Regions from separate parts of the Mus musculus genome. Here region 2 is linked to region 1. The links are chromatin contacts, called in public HiChIP or PLAC-seq maps. All regions are on one chromosome and are shown on one strand. Each heading gives the region's core, a stretch centred on a gene start, on an enhancer-like site or on the middle of the called end of the contact. The rest is flanking DNA. Distances are from core to core; before and after follow the strand shown.

Region 1 (5,270 bases), core at 2,281-4,780:
ACTAAAGACAGCTCTAGAGAGTTTGGATCTAGCCACAGCATTCCACAATCACTAAGTTCTAGTTAATCAGCATTAAAGAACCTTTGACAGACTCGGGCCTTTTTTTTTTTTTCTTGGAATTTCAGTTTATAAGATACTCAAATGGCATTTGCACACACAGCCTCCTGACCAACCAATATAATATTGTAGAAAGGTTAACCATACCTTTGCAATCACTTCCAACTGTGTACTATACACTTGGCTTCTTTGATTTAACTACCCTTTAAGAAAACAACGTAATAAATCAAACCATTCCTTGGACTCATCATGCAATCAGTGTTCACCAGCGGAACAGTAACTTTAACCTTGAACCTTGTTCCTTATTTCTCCTGCTCCCAACTTGTTCCCAGCTCCTCCGTGCCTCTGAATCAGAGCAATGCGCGGTGTGTGAAGTGTGGTAATTAGGCCCAAGACCACCAGAAAGCAATGGTTTGAAAGCAATGAGTGATCCAGAGAAACTGGTTGAAAATGACAGTTGATCCGTTTGTGGTTTTGTTTGCTGTTCTGGGTCAGGAAGATCTGAAAACTGGTTTCTTCAAGAAGTAAAACTCTCCTAATAGATGAAAAGAAAGCGCCCCCATCCTCTCCCAGGCCGCATTTGATGCTCTGTTCATGTAGAGAGGGTAGTCCTTCCTTCCTTCCTTGGGGGGATCAGGCCCACTCTTGGATGGCCTAGTCAGGAAGTCGCTCTCCTTTCTTCTTATTCTTTTTTTTTTTTTTTTTTTTTTTTTTTGCCACGGCCAAGCAAGACCTTGATCTGCCTACTTGCCGAGTGCTGGGCTTAAGCATGTGCCACCATACCCGCTGTCATGCAGAGCTGAGGTTCAAGCCGTGGCAGGCTGGGCAAGCATTCCACCAAGAGAGCTTTAGCCTCAGCTTGCATTCCTTATGAGTGATAAACCATCAAGATCCCTGGATACAGACTCAACTTAAAGCCCGGCTCGAGCCAGCTGGATGGTTAGGGATAAAGAGCACGCTCTCTCTACCTCTCTCTCCCTCTCTCTCCCCTCCCTCTCTCTCCCCCTCCCTCCACCCTCCCCTTCCTCCTCTACCTCTTCTTCTCCCTCTCCCTCTCCCTCTGTCCCTCCCTTCCTCTTTCCTCTTTTCTTCCCTTCCTTCCTTTGACAAGACCTTACTATGTAGCTCTGGCTGGCCTAGGACTCACTATGTAGACCAGGCTGGCTTTAAACTCATAGAAATTGTCCTGCCTCTGTCTCTCAAATCCTGGGATTAAAGAGTTGTGCCCCATGCCTGGCTACTTCTTTAAATGACTCTGCTTTCAGAGTAATAAGAATGTTTCCCAGAATTGTTATGAAACCTAAATACATCAATCCTTTTGGAGTGCTGATCACAGGATTTAGCTCACAATAAGCTATTATTGTTATCTGGTCACCCTTCTGCATTTTCTTTGCACTTCATAATCACGCTCCAATAATGAGACACAAAAAAGTTAAAGAGAGCAAGTGCAGCCTGTTAGCGCATGACAGTAACCCTACTTGGAAAGTTCAGGTAGGTGGGAGGATTAGACATTCAAAGTCGCCCACAACTACAGAAAAGGGCTAGCCTGGGCTACACGAAGCCCTGTCTCAATGAGCCAAAAGCTTAAAAGTAAAAAATAAACAGAAAGGTTGGGTGGTGGGGGCACATACCTTTAATCCCAGTACTTAGGAGTTTTACTTCCCAGGCAGATCTCTATGAGTTCGAGATCTCTGTGAGTTCGAGGTCAGCCTGATCTATAGAGCAAGTTCTAGGATAGCTAGGGCTACACAAAGAAACCTTGTCTTGAAAAACATATATACATAGTCTTGCTACACGTGGTGACAAGTACCTGTAAAGACAGTATTATAGTCTGAAACAAGAGGATGACTTTATACTAGGAGATCCCATCTCAAAAAACAAAAACAAGACAAAAAACCCAGGTGCCGAGATGCAGCTTAGTGGTAAAATGCATGCCTGACAAAGGCAACTATCTGCCCCCAGTGCAGAGAGTCAACTCCGTCCATGGTCTTGTTCTCCAGCTCTTGTAGTTCTTGGTGTTATTTGTGGTGAATTGAAATAACAGGAAGGATGATGAAAGGGCTTTACTTTATCTTAAGTGGCATCATTAAAAAAATTACCAAGAAGAAAACAATAAAACAACAAAACTCCTTTCCAAGCTATGAAGGAAGCATCAAGAATCACTGTAGTTTCTTAAAACAACAGCAGCCACTTGGCGGTGGAGAAATGGCTTGGTAGCTAAGTGTTCACTTTTCAAAGGTTTTGCGAAGGACCAGAGTCCAGTTCCCTGCGCCCATGTCAGGCCGCTCAGGATCCAGGGAATCCCGTGCTCTCTTCTGGCATCCACAAACACTTGCTCTCCTGTGCACATTTCCACACAGAGATACACACATCACATAATTAAAAACAAACAGTTTACGATAAGATCTTTGCTTTACTGATTATATATGGTGCTGAGAAGTAACCCCAGGGCTTTGTGTGTGTGGGGGGGGAGAAGCACTCTGTCATTGAACTGAATTCCCAGACCTTTTTTCTATTATTTTTTTTTTCCAGCAAGGTTTCATATAACCCAGGTTGGCTTCAAAATCCTGGTCCTCCTGTTTCCACCTTCCCAATTCTGAGATTACAGGTGCTATCACCAGGCCCAGCTGAGGGCATTTGGAAGCCAACACTGGCCTTATTGCATGAGCTATGAGAAATCAGGTATTAGTTCTCTCTCTCTCTCTCTCTCTCTCTCTCTCTCTCTCTCTCTGTGTGTGTGTGTGTGTGTGTGTATGTGTATCTGTGTGTTTGTTGTGCAATGCCCCCCATATAGCCATGGGTGGCTTAGAACTCACAATGTGAACCAGGCTGTGTGCACCACCATGCCAGAAACTCTCTTTTTAAACCGCTTACTGACTTTATCAAGTGTTTCTCTCGAGAGGAGTTTTGGTATCTTTTGCAGTAGTCTCTTTGTTTTGATCAGATGCTTTATATTCTTTGAAAGTTGCACAGTGCAACTATCTGAGTTTTCTATTTGCTTGTTTGTCTGATACTTTGGTTTTCTTGAGGCAGGGTTTCTCATCTAGCCCAGTATGGACTCAAACTTGTTATGCAGTCCAAGATGACCTTGGCCTTCATCCTGTCTCCTCCTTTCAAGACCAAGGATAACAGTTAAGTGTGCCAAACCCAACGGATTTATTGTTTGTTTGTTACTGTTAGTTTTTCTTCTGATACTATTTCTGGTAGCTCAGGCTGACCCGGAACCCCTTTTGCCACACCTTCAGAGGCAGCTTGGCATCGCAGGCAGTCATACTCACAGTGTCCGCCAGGGGTTGCTGGTTGCTGTGTGTCCTCCGGGCTGCACCACCCTGCTTCCTGCAACCTGGCGAGCCCGCAGCTATTCGCAAGGACACCGCGGAGGGGGCACATCCGCGCTCCCACTTCCTCCCGACGCAGCCTGTGATTGGCTCGCAGCCTGAGGAGGAACACGTGAAACAGCAGCTGCGGCTGGCAGAAACTTGCTGGTCTTCTCCGGGTAGCATCGCACCGTACCGCGGTCAGCTCCGGACAGCCCGGCCTGGGGACAATGAGGTCGTCATGCGTCCTACTGGCCGCTCTGCTGGCTCTGGCTGCCTACTACGTGTACATCCCACTGCCCAGCGCGGTGTCCGACCCCTGGAAACTGATGCTGCTGGACGCCACTTTCCGCGGCGCGCAGCAAGTGGTGAGCAGAGCGAAAGGGGATGCCCCGTCTCGTCCTTGCTCCTCTAAACGAAACCCCCATCGCTTATCCCGGTTGCCCATGGGCCCTTTGAGGATGTCACATTTGCATCCTTGTCCTGCAATAGGGATATCCCGTGTTTCCGTGAACGCGCATCTGCCTCTCCCTGCTTCTTCTGATCTCTGGGGTCTGAGGGTGTCGTGTTTGCATCCGTGTAATGCAGTGGGGGCACCCGGTGTCACCCATGTTTTCTCAGAGTGCACGATTCCCCAGGACCCCTAGCCCGGGCACCGAGGATGTCCTGTTCGCATCCTTGAAGTCCACAGGCAGATAGGAGTGGAAACAGGTGAAGTTCTCCTCGCCTGGCGTCTCTGACAGCTGTTTAACCTTTCCTAGGACCTAATTAGCTCCCCTGCTTTCTTGGTTCGCTGTGTCTTGAGCCAGAGCCTTTGGTAATTTATAAACCACCTCGCCCCCACCTCTGTTGTCCCACTGGCTTGCAAAGGAGGAGTTAATTTTTTTTTTTTTTGCTAAGGGGATTGTGATTCACCGGTGAGCAGAAGCGGGCACAGGCAGTCTCCTAACGTCCCCAGGCCTTAGCGCTCCTTCTGGGGATCGCAGGCTAGGAGGAACCGCTCTGACCTTCGGTTCTCTCCCTGGCATTTCTCAGCTCAGCGGAAGAAAAGAAGGCCGGGAGACTAGCAATCCCGGAGGGCTGTAACGGTCCCTGTTTGAAGGCTGTTTTCTTGTGGCATTTGTTTTGCGTCCTTCGATGTCTGGGAGATAACCTTGGCCTGAGCCGGAGCGGTGTGGCCTTCTTTTAACCTGCAGGGTGGCATTTCTCTGCACTGTATCCTGCTCCTGCACATTGCTCCCCCGTGGGGAGGACAGTGTCATTGGTTTATTCCATGATAGGAGGATTGCTTTTAGTATCAGAAGCGCAGTCTGCAGCTAAGGCTGAACGCCATGACTGCATCGTATTTTTGAGTAGTCAGAGATATGCAGGTTCCCAGCGCTTCTCCACAATCAAGCCACCCTCCACCTCTGCCCAACACTGAGCCTTAATACTGTTTGTTTTGTTTTTTCAAGACAAAGTTTCTTTATAACCCTGGCTATACTGGAACTTGCTCTGTAGACCAGGCTAGCCTCTAACTTGACTGCAGCTGCCCCAGGAACTCTGAGAGGCATGTGCTGCTACCTACCTGCTCTTTTTTTTTTTCTCCTTCTTTTTAATAAGATATATGAACACGCATTAAATTTTTAAAATCAATTTTTATGTATGGGTGTTTTGCACACGTGTATCTCAGTGTACCACGTGGGTGGAGTGCCCACAGAGACCAGAAGGGGATATTGGGACTGTAGTTAAAGGGGTTGTAAGCCTCTGTGTGGGTGCTGGGAATGAACCCAGGGCCAGTGCTCTTAACCCATAAGCTCCAGCTGGTCTCTCTCTCTCTCTTTGTTTTGTAGACAGAGTCTCAGTGTGTAGTTCTACCTGGACTCTGTGTGTAGCACAGACTAGTCTTGAACTTTT
Region 2 (5,269 bases), core at 112-2,611, 1.1 Mb after region 1:
AGAAGTGGCAACAGCCCAAGTGTTGGTGTCCATGTGTAATCTGAGTACTTGGGTGGGCGGGGGGGGGGGGGTCATTTGCAGGACAATGAGGAGTTCAAGGCCATCCCCAGCTGCACAGTGAAGGGAAGACTTCCTTTAAGTACTTAAGATCTGTCTCATAACCATACCAAATCAAACAACCAATAAGATAAATCAAAAAGAACCTCTACTCCCCCCAAAAGAAAACAAAACAAAAAGTCAAATAAAAATCAACCCCCCCCAGTATGTTTAGCTTTTTATCTCAGTAGATGCTAGAGGAACACTCAGAACTATTGATGAGTTGAAGCCAGTGGGAAGAGTTCACTATAAATGTTTTCTTCCGACGTATTTTGCGTGGCCAAACTAGGAGACAGGCAAGGATGCGAGAGGGTTGGGGAAGTGACTTTACACTTTTGATAAAGAATGACGGGTTACCACTGCAAACACCCAGCTCTTGAGTGAAAAAGCGAGCGAAGTCAAATAGCTCGCGGGTCAGGGCTCACTATCCTAGAGCCAAACTTTCTCCATGAATCCAGGTAGGTCACCGCGGAAAAGCTACAAAGGAGGAAACACTGGGTTAGGTACTATGTTGCCCAATTAATGTCGGCCTTGGAGTCACCTGAATCCTTCGAGCTACTGCACCCAGGGAGCAAGCTTCTCTTTTCAATTCGGTCATTTCCGTGGGGAATTGCGGCACGCGCAGGTCTTGGGTGTGGCGATATCCAGACAGAGCTCACATCTCTCGGATTTCCAGCTTCTAGCAAACCTACTCAGCCTAGAGAACCACAGACGATTCGGGCCTGCCTTCCTGCAACCCAGTGGCCGCGAATGACCGTGACCCTGTGGCCACTGCTCAGCACCAAAGCCAGGCTGCCGGCTCGGCGCGTGTGAGCTTCTCCCCAACTCGCTCTGCGCGGGGAGGCGGATCCCCTTCCCTGCGCACAAGTCCTTATATGCACCGGTTGCACCGGCCCGCCTTTACTCCAGCCCCACAAATAATTAATGGGGGAGGGAGGACGCTGCTGCCTTTTCCCGCTGCCTCTCCCCACCACCCTTTTCACCATTAGAGTATCTGAACGCAGTCAAGAAACCCCAAGATACGATCGAAGAGCCATTTTGGTGCACTGCACAAATTGGACACATTAAAAATATATATTCAGCATTCAGGCTCCTGCACAGAGAGGCTCAAAAACGGCTGTTTAGATTCAGCACTATTAACCCTCAAAAGCTGGGGCGGAAAGGGTGCGTACCCCTCCCCCACCCTGGCTAGTGGCGGAGGGACCCGGTCAGGAAGCGCGGCCTCTCCCCAGTCGGAGACCACGCCTCTCCCCCCCCCCCCACTCCTCCCAGGAAGCGGTGATAGACAGTTCTGTGTGGTTCTCCACCCCCACCTCCCAGCTGAGTGGAGGAGTTGATATGTCTCATTATAACAGCCAATGCAGCCGCCATCCACGCACAAGCAAAGAAGCATGTCCCATTTAAATACACCCACGCAGCCCCAGCGCCCTTAGCCGATCAGGGCGCGCAGCCCACACGCACCGCGGCTCCGGGCTTGGAGATCCGCGCAGGTCGGGCTCCGGGATCCCGCGGATCGACGCTCTCGGAAGATCGGGATCGGACTCTTGCTGGGGCCCGGGTGGGCGGGGGAGGCTGGGCCCCGGGCCTCTCTGGCGGACAGCCGCATGAGGACGCGAGCGAAATAGACCGGGGTGGAATTGCCAAGGAAGACGCTTCGGGGTGGTTTTGGTCCATTTCTCCCGCGAAGAGTCGACATGGCGAGCGACTCCCCAGCTCGCAGCCTGGATGAAATCGATCTCTCCGCCCTGAGGGTGAGCAGAACGTGTTTTTTCCTTTTTTTCCAATGGTCTAGGGCTGAAAGAGGGAACGTTCCCTGCCTTTCTGTTCTAATTCCGGGGCAGCCGAGGGGTTCTAGGCTGAGCCCCTACCCCTACAGCAGGGGCTGGGCTCCCCTTGTGCTCCTAGGCTGTTCCCGAGGTTCCGCAAGGAAGCTGGTAGAGCTTGTCAGTTTCATCTTCGATCGGTGTAAGAGCATTACATGAAAGGCTGGTGTGTGTGTGTGTGTGTGTGTGTGTGTGTGTGTGTGTGTGTGTGTGTGTACCCGGGCAACCGTCTCGTGCCAAGGCGCGAGACCCGACTGCTCCTTGCTGCAAAAGATTCTCTTGGAGAAGAAAGGCACTGGCCCTTCACGTTTGCCAGCTACCTGCAAGATGCCATCGTGAGCTAGCTGTCTCTACCAGCGGACCCTGCTGCTCCAATGGAGCAGTAATTGCTGCTCTGGGCTGGTCTTGTAGGTGCTAACTGACTCCCTTCCCGGCTTCTGTCTCCGGTGCTGGGGCTCCGGCTCAGCTCTTCCCTATATGCCAGTGTGCACTCACCTTTATCTGTGGTTTGAACTCAGCCCTGCCTATTCCTTCCCTCGGTGACTGTGACCTTTCAGTTTTATGGCTGAACTTCAGCAGGTGAAAGAGAAGCTTAACCGCTTCTCCTCACCACACCGGAACTCCCTGGAGAGATTGTGTGTGCGTGTGTGCCTGTGTGCCTGTGTGCCTGTGTGTGTGTGTGTGTGTGTGTGTGTGTGTGTGTGTGTGTGTGTGTGTGTGTGTGTCCCAGGTCTGTGAACAGTCCTTTGTAAAACATATTCCCTTCCCCGAGCCCGGCCGCTTTGCCTTTACCTAATGAAACACCTCAGACGTCGTTCCATTGTATTGAATAAGACTTTAGTGATCTAGAATCCATTTTGCTGTTGTTTGAAAATCAGACTGCCAGGAATCCCATTGCAGCCTCGACGCTTCCCCACCCCCACCTCTAATCCCAGCACACTCCTTCGGGGAAGGGGGCCGAGCGCTCTTGCCATTTTAATTAGATGCTGCCTGCCAGGAAGGGGGTGAGGAGGGGTGGTGGCCTTGGCAGCAGCAGGCATCTGAGAAAGATTGGACACCAATCTCAGTTCCACTAGTTTCTTCCTCTCCCGAACTAAAAATAAAATAAACAGCAAATGCATATGCTTGATGCCTGGAGGGTAGGTGAGACCTAAGAGATGGTGTCTCATCTCATGTCACCCACCGCCAGTAGGGGTGGAAGTTCAGTGGTTCTCCGGAACACATTGTTAGATTGATGCTAGAATCTTGAGGCCGTTTACCTGTGTCTACTAAAGCCTTCCTGCCCTTACATTTCTCTACAAATATTTTAAGGGGCTAGATACCTGTCTGATGGAGGTGATACTTTTTCTTCAGGCTCCACGAGTCTCTTTTCTTCCCTCTCCTTGAATCCTTGCCCCTTCCCATATCTTTTGGTAGAGAGAGAGAGGTGACAATTCAGAGAGACAACTCGAAGGTTGAGGACTGACTGCCCTATGAAACGGCCTGTTGTGCTAGTGGGGCAGCAGAAGCTCATTCATGCATGATTACAGTAAGCTGTCTGTTTTTCTGGTGCCCAAAGGCCACATTCAGAACCAGTGAGTAGCTAAGTGTGGGGGTTGGGAGCAGAGTGGGTGCTTTAAACAAGCGCGGCTTCCTCTTCACCCATGGTGTGTGCTCTACTTCTGTCTGGGAGTTGCTATGGTGTGAGTTAATCAGGTGGACCAGACTTGGAGAAGGAGGAGTGGCTAAGAGGTGGAGGCCTGAACAATGAGGCAGCCTTGTGATATAGCTGAGCAGGAATCTTAGCATCCTTCTCCCTGATATGATTTTTAAGTTGGGGGGCTGGGAGGAGGGGACTAGCTCCTGTGGGCAAGGTTTTCTGAGATACCAAGCACAGAGCACCTTGATGCATACTTGAGGAAACTCCCGGGCTCTGCTATGTGTATGTGGAACAGATATCTTTGTATGATTTACTGAGATTGCTCTTTGTCACCCAAGAAGCCCAATGAATTCTCTGCCTGCACTGGTGTGTGCAAAGAGCTAGGATAACAGCTACTCCCAGTGTCTGGGGGAGCTATTGGCTGGAAGACTTACATGCAGATGGGCAGACAGTTGTACTCAGCAGGCCTGGGAGCGTCAGGCAGTCTTGTGGTAGGCTAGGTGTGCAGGTCCGTTTGTCTCCGAGGGCCAGTAGGTGATGCCCACAAATGGAAGCGTAGATGGTGGCTGCCTTCCCAGATTTGGAGAGGTTGGTTCCTAAGCTTGCAGAGAAGTCCTTCTGAGGAAACCCTGACCCTGAATTGCAGGCAAGGTCAGTGGTGCAGCCCTGTCAGCCCCTCGACATCCCTGTGGCTCTTTAATGTATACAATCAATGCTCTTTGTAAGCCCTGGGCTTGGTGGTTTAAAAGCAGATCCTGTCTAGAGAGGCCTTTCTCCTTCTGATTTTGGGGGCTTATTGTTCTCAGTCAGTGATCCCAGACTGGGCCTAGTCTGAAATTCTCCCCAATTGGAACAATGCATAATTCAAACCAGAGCAACCAGTACCAGCCCTGTCATTTAAGCCATGCAAAATATGGGTGGGATTTTGTTGTTGTGGTGGTGGTGGTAGTGGTGGTTTTGTTTTTGTTTTTGTTTTTGTTTTTGACTAAAATGAAGTGGGGTTTATGATTAGGAAATAATCAGAATTCCATGAGTCCTCATGGCAGGATTCATGAAGCTCAACTAAGTCTTGAATGTTAGGTAGGGGATGGTTTTATAGATGAGAGCTGGAAAAGAATCTTAGAACACTGGCCCATTCCTGTAGTGTGACACTCTGGAAGCTGAAACCCAGAGAGGTAAACTTTGCTGTCCAAGGTCACACAGCCAAGGGGGAAATAAAAGTAGCCAGAGGAAAGAATATGGTTCCGGACTCCTCAGTCTGCTCTCTAAGACACATCATTTGATCATTTGTAGCTGGAAATGAAGTCAGTGAGATGTTTTCTGCTAGTAGGGAGGGCAAGAGAAATTAATCATTTGACCAGGGGCATGGATTTTTTTGTCTTGAGAGTGGAAAACCTACTAGAAACAGTGAACTTACCAAATCAAATGACCAGAACTATCTGGCACCTTTGGAATGTATCTTGCCTAGCCTTCTTTCAGTCTCTTCTTCGAAGTCAAATAGACATCTAAATCAGATAGGACAGATGGTGTCCTGCGCTGATAACCTCTCTCAGTAACCCTTCTCCATCTGAACATGTCCCAAGGGGTCCGTCCAGACATGCACATTATTCAGATACCTCCGTGTGTGAGGTTTCTGATGTCCATGCATGCTTTTTAAAATTGCTGGAGTTGCGGATATTACATGTAGTATTACAGCGGATATTACATGTAG

What was found. HiChIP or PLAC-seq counts read pairs in DNA pulled down with a chosen protein or histone mark.
Region 2: a contact with region 1 is called in an H3K27ac HiChIP or PLAC-seq map of embryonic stem cells, with 3 times the contacts expected there. The contact joins the promoter of Tnik here to the promoter of Nceh1 in region 1. A contact is called at or near these places in 2 of 39 promoter capture datasets (liver and stem cell-derived epiblast-like cells) and 2 of 115 datasets of contacts at active chromatin or transcription factors (embryonic stem cells and pancreatic cancer cells).

What each region holds. Positions count from the first base shown.
Region 1 is chr3:27,179,474-27,184,743 of GRCm38.p6, forward strand. It overlaps Nceh1 (neutral cholesterol ester hydrolase 1), which reads left to right and starts at 3,531. Exons shown (of 5, transcript NM_178772.3): 1 at 3,531-3,742. The coding sequence starts at 3,605.
Region 2 is chr3:28,261,853-28,267,121 of GRCm38.p6, forward strand. Tnik (TRAF2 and NCK interacting kinase) reads left to right here and starts at 1,362. Exons shown (of 33, transcript NM_026910.1): 1 at 1,362-1,847. The coding sequence starts at 1,791.